Linked DNA regions of Sus scrofa: all the other regions are linked to region 3. The links are chromatin contacts, called in public HiChIP or PLAC-seq maps. All regions are on one chromosome and are shown on one strand. Each heading gives the region's core, a stretch centred on a gene start, on an enhancer-like site or on the middle of the called end of the contact. The rest is flanking DNA. Distances are from core to core; before and after follow the strand shown. Region 1 overlaps LOC106510428 (a long non-coding RNA gene). Region 2 has its middle 180 kb from the start of BTG1. Region 3 has its middle 150 kb from the start of PLEKHG7.

Evidence for each region. HiChIP or PLAC-seq counts read pairs in DNA pulled down with a chosen protein or histone mark.
Region 1: a contact with region 3 is called in an H3K27ac HiChIP or PLAC-seq map of alveolar macrophages. The contact joins two enhancer-like sites. A contact is called at or near these places in 2 of 47 Hi-C or Micro-C datasets (alveolar macrophages and skeletal muscle) and 2 of 2 datasets of contacts at active chromatin or transcription factors (alveolar macrophages and skeletal muscle).
Region 2: a contact with region 3 is called in an H3K27ac HiChIP or PLAC-seq map of alveolar macrophages. The contact joins two enhancer-like sites. A contact is called at or near these places in 2 of 47 Hi-C or Micro-C datasets (alveolar macrophages and embryonic fibroblasts) and 2 of 2 datasets of contacts at active chromatin or transcription factors (alveolar macrophages and skeletal muscle).

The regions. Positions count from the first base shown.
Region 1 is chr5:90,706,266-90,709,331 of Sscrofa11.1, reverse strand. It overlaps LOC106510428 (a long non-coding RNA gene), which reads right to left. Exons shown (of 5, transcript XR_002344341.1): 2 at 983-1,064. Among named protein-coding and RNA genes, the nearest start is that of BTG1, 110 kb to the left of the region's middle. Within about 2 kb of position 1,396, at least 18 of the 83 cell types and tissues checked have an H3K27ac peak or open chromatin away from gene starts, as enhancers often do. A contact at or near this core is called in alveolar macrophages, where this site is marked.
Region 2 is chr5:90,638,250-90,641,400 of Sscrofa11.1, reverse strand. No RefSeq gene overlaps it. Among named protein-coding and RNA genes, the nearest start is that of BTG1, 180 kb to the left of the region's middle. Within about 2 kb of position 1,365, at least 26 of the 83 cell types and tissues checked have an H3K27ac peak or open chromatin away from gene starts, as enhancers often do. A contact at or near this core is called in alveolar macrophages, where this site is marked.
Region 3 is chr5:90,461,053-90,464,274 of Sscrofa11.1, reverse strand. No RefSeq gene overlaps it. Among named protein-coding and RNA genes, the nearest start is that of PLEKHG7, 150 kb to the right of the region's middle. Within about 2 kb of position 1,599, at least 21 of the 83 cell types and tissues checked have an H3K27ac peak or open chromatin away from gene starts, as enhancers often do. A contact at or near this core is called in alveolar macrophages, where this site is marked.

The DNA.
Region 1 (3,066 bases), core at 147-2,646, 250 kb before region 3:
ACAGAAGGAGACTTGAACAGAGCGCCAGGTATGGGATGAAGCAGACAGCAATGGAATACGAAACAACATGCTCTGCCATAAACTCAGACATCTAAACCACTGATCTGTAAATACTGACTACGTGACAGGGCATTATTTTCAGTTTGGGCCAGATTCTTTTTTTTTTTTTTTTTTTACCTTATTATTTTTAATGGCTGCACTTGTGGCACGTGGAAGTTCCCAGGCCAGAATTGAAACTAAGCCACAGCTGCGAACTATGCAACAGCTGTGGCAATGCCAAATCCTTTTAACTCACTGTGCTGTGCTGGGAATTGAACCCATACCCACACCTAGACAGTGATATGAGCTGTTGCACTTGGATTCTTAACCCATTGTGCCATAGTGGGAACTCCTGAGCCATATCTTAAAGGAGTCAAATTAGGCTAGGAATCAGAAGGAATTGATATCACAACACTTACTATACTGCATTATTAAATATTCCATTTTTCTTCTCTCCCTTGCAAACATCCCATGTAAATAAGTCATTACATGTTGGATTCACAGGTTCCTTTAAATATTTGTAAAGTAGCATAGAGAAGGCAGAAGATAAAGGCCCTAGGCAGTCTTAGAAGATAACCAGATAACCTCAGATCTGGCCTTCAGTCTCTCCAGGCCTCTATCGTGTCATCTTGAAATGAAGTCATTCTACCCAAAATGTTTGGCTTGCATCAAATGACCCAGTGAAATTCCTTCTAACTCTAAAATCTTCAATTCTGTGGGTTGAATTCTGATGCCCATATACTCCTCCATAGGGTATTCCTAGGGAATTATCCTAGCATGGCTACTTGGACAATTCAGTTTCTCCATCTCCATATCACATGTCCTCCAACTCAGAACAGAGGTACAGTTTGTACCCTGATAACTCAAGAAACAGGAATGGTTACGAGTCAATAGTGGGGATTTGCGCACCATAGTCAGAGATTTACATCCAGGGAGTTCTTACCTTAGGAGGAAGACGGCACTCCAAAGGGGGAAAACCTGGCTGGATGTCCCATTCAGTCAGGACGGGGAGCTGGAACCGCTACCTAGGGCAATAAGAGCATGAAACTTGAAATTGGTATGGGATATATACAAGGATGGGGCAAAGTTAAGAAGAAATTCTAGAGGCCAAACTATGTCAGGTTCACTGCTCTGATCTGGTGGCAAATGAGTTGAGCTGGTGCTCAGAACATGAAAGTGAAACCACAAGTAATGCCTTTTTTTTTTTTCTTTTTAAAGAATTTTTCCATTTCGGGAGTTCCTATTTGCGGTTCAGGGGGTTATGAGCCAGACTAGTATTCACACAGATGCAGGTTCAATCCCTGGCTTTGCTCAGTGGGTTCAGCATCCGGTGTGGCCATGAGCTGTGTTTTAGGTTGCAGACATGGCTTGGATCCAGCGTTGCTGTGGGTGTGGTGTAGGGTGGCAGCTACAGCTGTCATCTGACCCCTAGTCTGGGAATTTCCATTTTCATCAAATGGAAGAATCCCTGTATGTGCGTTCTCAACCAGCTGGTGAGAATCTGCAGGTAGATCTGGAAGCCTGATCTGAGAGTGCTCAAGTCAGCAGCCCAGAGGTTGACAACTTCCCCAGGGAGGAATGAAACATCTGCTGGAAACTCCCCACCCCCATCCCTTGACCTTAAAGCCTTAGGGGAAATGAAAAGTGGCTTCTCTTCACAAAAAGACTGGGAACTCCTGCTGCAGTGACTTGCTATTTCTTTAAGGCTTCCATGGAAATCAAAGATGTTCTCAAGCAAAGATAGGTCAAATCTATTAAGAGAGTGGGTGAAGCATGTCCCTCCTGAAAACTGGGGAATAACAGAAAAGAGTCTTTTCTCACAGAATGAGTTTTTTTGGTTTGATTTGATTCCTATTTATTTACTGAACAGGAAGGAGAAATAATTTGAGTATGAAAATTAGTTGTTAGAAGAAGAAGAAAAAATTTCCAAGATGGAGCCCCCTGTAGTTTACACATCCTGTGAACCTGCTGCTCCTCCCCTCAGCCTTTCCCATCTCCTTCCTTCAGCAATTCTAGTCCCATTCTCTCAGCTCCCAGAGACCCATCAAGAAGCTGAGTGCCAGCAGCATTGGAAAACATACTTCATTCTTTTCTCCATCGTTAGAGGGGAGGAGATAAGCTGAACAAGTCTTTCTTCCAACTACAGCCACGTTTCTATATTAATCTTACACCTGCCACCTGCTTTATTTCCAGGAAGTTCTTAGGAGCAAGGTGGTACTTCAATGGGTAAACTTGGCTGAATGTCTATGAGAATTTATTAGATAATACACCAAAAGCCTGTCAGAGGGCCTTGCAAAATACAACCGAAAGTGGTGCAGTAATTTCCTAAACCCAGGATTTCAGGTTTATTTTGATGCTTCCTGGATGCTATCAGTGTTTGGTTATATAGAGGAAGGAGAAATATTAACCGATTTTTATTTCAGCTGATGTTTTACAGAGACAAGAAGTAATTTTGCTTGAATCTCCATTTCAGCCTAGGACAGTAACAGCTGGACAGGGATTTTGCCCAACACTTTGCGATGTTCACACTTAACTGCCTTTGTCAGATTGGCATTTTATATTAAAACAACAGAGCACTGTTATTAAGGCACCAGACTGCTACAACTTTAGGAAGATCCTAAACCAAGAAACTTCTTCTGGACCACTAGAGTCTCCAAGACTATAAAGGTCTGATGTCATTGAAAAACCCATTCCAGCCCAGGGGGCAACAGAGTGGAGTGATCTGGAATCAGACTGTCTATATCTGAAGAAATTAACCCTATCATTTGCTTATAAATGTTGCGATTTTGAGAGACAGTAGATCATCGGGGTTAAGAATACAGCCTTTGGTGCCACGCTGCTTGAGTGGGAACCTTGATTCCACCATTTACTTGCTGGGGGATCTCAATGAAGTTCTTCAAACCTCTGGGCCTCAATTTCATCATCTGTGAAATGGGGCTACTAACCTCTAAATGCTGGAGGGAGGATGAAATAAGTTGACGCATGTAGAATGCTTCAAGCAATGTCTGGCACACAGTTAGTGCTCAA
Region 2 (3,151 bases), core at 116-2,615, 180 kb before region 3:
GATTTACCCCAGCACATGCTGGATTTCAGAAATATGATGTGGGGGAAAAGAAAAAAAAACCAACAGGATTTCGAGGCAAGCCATTCTTTATCCTACCTCTGTCGCTTCTCTTCAAATTATATCTCATCTGAAGATCAGGGACAATTATAATAGTACCTCTGTCTGCAGAGCCTTTGGGATCATTAAATGAGATAATGTGTATGTGGAAGTGTTATAAACTCCAGAACTCTACAAGGATACAAATTCCCTTTTGCAAGGCCGATTTGAATCAACTCTTTCAATTCTGTCTCTCAAGCAGCCTAAGGCTGGGCCACCAGAACACAAACGTACAGTTACAAGGTTTAAAAAAAAAATCAGCCAAACAACTGGTTGTTACATGATCCCTGACAACAGTTGGACGGACTTTTCCTCCAAATTAAATGAAGTGTTTTGGCAGCCTGTGAATGCAGCCTAAAGGATAGGAAGGGAAGAGAGCTCTTTTCCTTAGGGAGAGCGTGATTTTAACACAAGTTCAACTTACACATTTTAAGATCTGTATTTTGAATGTCTCCGTTAAGTGCAAAATGAATATAATTAGTTCTGAGATATCTTGCCCTTGGCTACAGCATGCATTAAGCTATGGCATAATATCACTCACAAGCTATGCATACTCTGTGGTATATTTCAGCACTTCCTGTGCTGTAGTCTCTTAAAGCAAATACTGTATACGGTTTCAGAACCTAACAGTTGTTCTTTCAGAATAGCAGTGGGTGCCTCACATCTGGGGCCTTCAAATAGTCTAGCCAGACATGTAAATGCCTTATGGACAGGGTCAATATCTTTTCATGCACGGGTCTGTGACATGTAAACAGAACCTGGCACAATGAAGTAAAGGTGTGTAGAATCAATAACAGAAGAGGCAAATCCGTGATGAAACAGTCCAGAGATGGAATGCCCAGAAAATGATCATTTTGGAGGATTTGAGAGTCCCAGCGGACCTGGAACCTCCATTTTCCCTCCGAAGTGATCCTCACGGAATAGCGTGGTTACAGAATCGTTCCGGAGCAGTTATAAGCGGTCGTGCCCTTCCGGGCATCTCTTAGCTTGGTGACCACTGTCCCAACGGATGCAGCGCGGAATTCTACAAGGTCACTCGAGCAAGGGTGAGTGTGGGGCCCACGGTGAGCATGTGGCCCCAGAGCCTGCGTCAACAGGGAGCGGTTTCTTAATAATGCATGTTATCGAGTATGTTCATACATTGAAAACGAAAAAAAAAAAAAAAGTGGGGCTTCCTCTTCTGTGGTTTTCCTGAGTTCGTCTGCACCCTAAAAGCTCACTTAAGGAAAAGTGAAGAAGAGAGTATATACATGATTTCACGTTTGTGAAGCCTAACACAGGAAATAATGCTGTTGTCTGTTTCTAGAATATGCTTAGACGTTCACGGCCTGCAGACAAGATCTGCAGCTTGGTAATTATTAGATCAGGTCTCTAATGCGATGAATGTGGAAGCTACTTGAAGGTAGACGTGAGCTTACCTGTTTTCTGTCCAAAGCACATCTCGACAGAATGGGTGCTCAATAAATGTTAAATAGTTAATTAATTGCAAAAAGGCTAAGAAAAACAAAATAAAACAAAACAAAACACCGTTTAAACTTGTAACTCCTTACCCAGTTAAAGAGTAGGTTTTTTTTTTTTTTTAACAGAGAATAAGTTTCCGTAAATTGTACTTCTTCTTCTTTTTTGTTTTGTTTCTTTTTTTTTTTTTTTGGTCTTTTTAGGGCTGCACCTGTGGCATATGGAGGTTCCCAGGCTAGGAGTCGAATCAGAGCTGCAGCAGCTGCCAGAGTCACAGCAACATAGGATCCAAGCTGCACCTATGATCTATACCATAGCTCATGGCCACACCAGATCTTTAACCCACTGAGAGAGGCCAGGATCGAACCTGCATCCTCACGGATAGTAGTAGGATTCGTTACCACTGACCCACAACGGGAACTCCTAATGGTACTTCTTTACTGAGTAAAACTCATATGCCAAGCAGGACACTTCTGGAGGGGTGTAAAAGGTATAAACAAGGTACAGCTCCTGTCTCCAAGAAACCATAGCTACATGGCCAGCTGGAAACTCAAACGAAAGAAGGCATGAGGGATAACAGCTGTACAACTACACCGTCTTCATCACTGCTGCACAGTGTAAACTACATTTTCCCATAACTGTGAAGAAGCTATTTGATACCATAGGTCCAAAATGAACGTGTTTGAGAGAATAGCCATGTAGCAACAACTGACTTCCAAGAGTTGACTTCTCAAATTATCTACACCTTAGCCGTCTCAGAGAAATGGTTCAATTTCTATTGTTTCAGTTTAATAGGTTGATAGATGACTGAATTGTTTTCCAGTTTATGGTGGTGGTTTGCGGATGTAGCCTATCAGAGTCTGACTGTATCCTGACAGTCCAAAATGATTAGAGTACATACCTAAATGCATAGATATGTATAATTTACATACATATGTGTACACATATATCCCAAACTCACACCATGTTTGTTCCTTCATTGTTACACTGAGCACAGATCTACTGGTGAAGCTTTGCCCTCAGAATACAATAGCCAGCTGTCTTTAGAAGAGTGTTACTGAGTCTTTGCCATGCAGATAAGAAAAGAAATATTTGAAAGTGTAATGATCCTGCAAGAGCTCAGATAGTCATTACACATCGTGATGATTACATCTGAGAATCCGTTCCTGCTGCATTCTATTCTTTCTTAAGAAATAGTCTTATCTTTAAGAATGTGTGGCAGCAAAATGACTAGTTTTTAACAGACGGTATTAAAAACTGTTGGGAGTACAAGGCAGAAACGCAAGGGTAAAATTGCAAACTGAGAAGAGGAATCAAATCAGGGCAGAATAGTGTAAGATTTGAGACTAAATTATGCACAGGACCAACTGGTAATCATTGTGAGAAGGGGAGGAAAGGTGGATTTAAACTGACAAATAATAAAAAGTACCTGACAGAGACCGAATAGTGCAGCACTGAACAGCATGGACTCAGCCCTCCAGAGCTGAGCTCGAATCCTGAATCTGCCTCCTGTTCATAAATTGTGTGACTCTGAACCAGAACTTAAGCTCTCTCAAGCTCCGCTCTCCACTTTGCAAATAGTATGTACTTAGTGAAA
Region 3 (3,222 bases), core at 350-2,849:
GAAGGAAAAGTGGAGAGAAAAGCTGAGAAGACAGGGATGCGGAGTTCCCATGTGGCTCAGCGGAAAGGAATCTGACAAGCATCCATGAGGACGCAGGTTCGAACCCTGGCCTTACGCAGTGGATTAAGGATCCGACGTTGCCGTGAGCTATGGTGTAGGTCAAAGACTGGGCTCGGATACCGCGTGGCTGTGGCTGTGGTGTAGGCCAGTGGCTACAGCTCTGATTTGACCCCTAGCCTGGGAACCTCCATATCCCGCAGGTGTGGCCATAAAAAATAAAGTAAAAAAATAAATTAATAAGGATGCAAAATAAGTTGTACATTGTTAAAAGAAGAGGTGTTTCACATAAAGCTGCAAAAGGAATAAGTATTTTATCTAAAGGTGCAGAGGTAACCAATACAAGCCTGAAGTAGAGATAAGACTAAGGAGGTATTGTGTGACTTAAGTTATATTCTCATCAATCAGCATAGGAAGATAATCTATAACATCTAAAACTAATAACCCAAGATTTAGCAGTATAAGTAGTGCTGAGACATATATAGGTAAATAACCAAAACAAACAAACAAAAACCCCACTATAAAATGAAAATTAGGGAGTTCCCAATGTGGCCCAGTATGTTAATGATCTGGCTTGTCTCTGTAGAGGCGCCGCTTTGATCCCTGGCCAGGCGCAATGGGTTAAGGATCTGGTATTGCTGCAGCTGTAGCACAAGTCGTAGCTCCGGCTCGGATTCGATCCCTGGTCTGGGAACTTCCACATGCCATCGGGGTAGCTGAAAAAGAAAAAAAAAGAGTTATGCTATATCTGAGAAGAGACTGAAGCTAAGAAGGAGTAGACAGAGAACTACTGCTTTTCAGTGCAAGTGCTTTTATCTTTTTTTGTTGTTGTTACCATATGTGGTTTCTGCTTTGATAAAAATGTTTAAAATTATTAATATAAAAATACAAATGCGTACTTTTTTAAAACATGTGACCCACTATTATACACAAATTCATCAAATTTATGTAAACATTAAGGGACAAAATCTCCTCCTACAATATATTTAATGCTGATCTTGACTTCAGAATGGGGAGATGCTCACTTTATTTGATAAACAGTCACTCCCTCTCAAGTGTTCCAAAACCAGCAAGATGCAAAGTATCTTCAAATGTCCCCTCCATTTGGAGACATCTGTGCTCATTGATTTACAATGTGCACGCCTGCCTGATTATTTTATTATGTCACTTGCTACGGCAGGAATTATTCATTATCATTCACTAGCAAGCTGAGAACACATGGGGCTGATATCTTGATTAAGAACCCTAAACCTAAAAAGGATAAGTACCTCGCAAATTTAAAGGCAGATTTGACTCCACAACCACCATCCTTCTTCATCTGCCTTTCACAGACATTTATCACCAGGAACTACAGGTACATTTTGCGTGGAATGTCCTTTGTGAGCAGCAGAGAACAAAGGGAATTTCCTGCAAAATGATGCTGAAACACGATCGCTGATGTCTATTATCTTGCCAGCACCTTGCCTATTGAATATCGTCCCTGTCTATTACTCGGATATTGTTTCTCTGCATGGATAAGACAAAGATGGGAAATCCACTTAAGTGCTCTAACAGTACCCTCTGCTGGCTGAGTCTGAGCTGAAGAGGTGACTTGTAACAAGGCTTAGTCACCCTGACAACATGTGAAAGAAGAAAAGAAAGCAAGTCAAAAACTACAGACCGGGACATGAAATGCAAGCACAAAAATCAACCAATTTCAGTTACAGATGAGGAAATGGACATCTTGGCGTCATATCACATATATGATGCATATGTACTTTGTTAAATCCGAAGAGAATACCTTGCTCTAGCAAAAGGTATATCTTAATGAAGGATTTTGTATATTACATTCAAATTCTCTGCTTCACAAGATGATTCATCACAAGTTCCCCCAGTGAGTTCCTTTAGTACTCTCAACGTGTGACATGATTTACACTCTGTCTTGTGGGAACATGCTAATTCTGTAAAATAAAGTGGTTTCTTGCATCACAGCCCAGGACTCATATCATACCAGAGATGTCTGCATTACTTGACATGTTTATAAATGTTTAGGAGAAGTTCAAAATTAATTTGTGTGCTCTTGCTAATACGTAAGGAGCCCTGGTTTGGAGATGGCAAGACTGACTTATCTGACCTGGGAAGGAATGAGTAACACACGTTCTCTGGGGCGAGGACCACCTTACATCTATTTTGCTTAATATGGTAGACATGCTTAATAAATTGGGCAGCAATTAAAAACAGGTAAGTCCTACATTTGGAAGGATAGAACCAGCATTTTTTATATCTTTGACTAAAAATCTATTGTAGACTCAGCTCTCCATGCCTATCAAGGTGGGGGGTTCACAATGTATAAAGCATGTCCTATTCTCACTGAGCGTTTGAAGTTGACGAAGTCAACCTATTCTAGGCCACTGACCACTGGGGCACAGGACTCGTTTTGTCTCCTCCAAAGTGGGGGGGGGAGTTGCCATCGTGGCACAGTGGAAACAAATCTGACTAGGAACCATGAGGTTGTGGGTTCCATCCCTGGCCTTGCTCAGTGGATTAAGGAGCTGGCATTGCCATGAGCTGTGGTGTAGGTCGCAGACACAGTTCGGTTCTGATGTTGCTGTGGCTGCAGTGTAGGCTGCAGCTATAGTTCTGATTGGACCCCTGGCCTGGGAACCTCCATATGCGGCCCTAAAAAGCAAAAAAGAAAGAAAGAAAGAAAGAAAGAAAAAGTAGGAGTGGGGGGAATTTAAATGTCCACAGGCACCAAGAAATACGGCACCTGCTGAGTTTGAGGAAAAGCAGATGGTTCTCTTGGTCTAAGTTTCATTTGTAATCAAGACAGGGATACAAAGAAATAATTCTCCCGCATACGGAATGCAGCAGTACCAACATGATGACAGGTGGTAAGTGAAGCTTGCTTGAGGGGCAATAACGAGGAGGAAGACTGAGGAAACGGCAAGTGTGTGTACCACCTAAAGTGGTCACACACTCAGTGCTTGTCACTGTTGCCACGAAGCTCTGAGGGCCAAGGGTTGTCCGGTCTTATGTTCTTTAAAGGAGCTTGAAGTCAGAATATTTATGCAACATTTCCTCTTTGAGGCTCAAAATTTTCCAGAAGAGTCTGTAAGCCAAAACAAACATCTACAAACTAAATTGATCCCCCAGGCCAGCAGCGTCTAATGACCACAGGCGAAA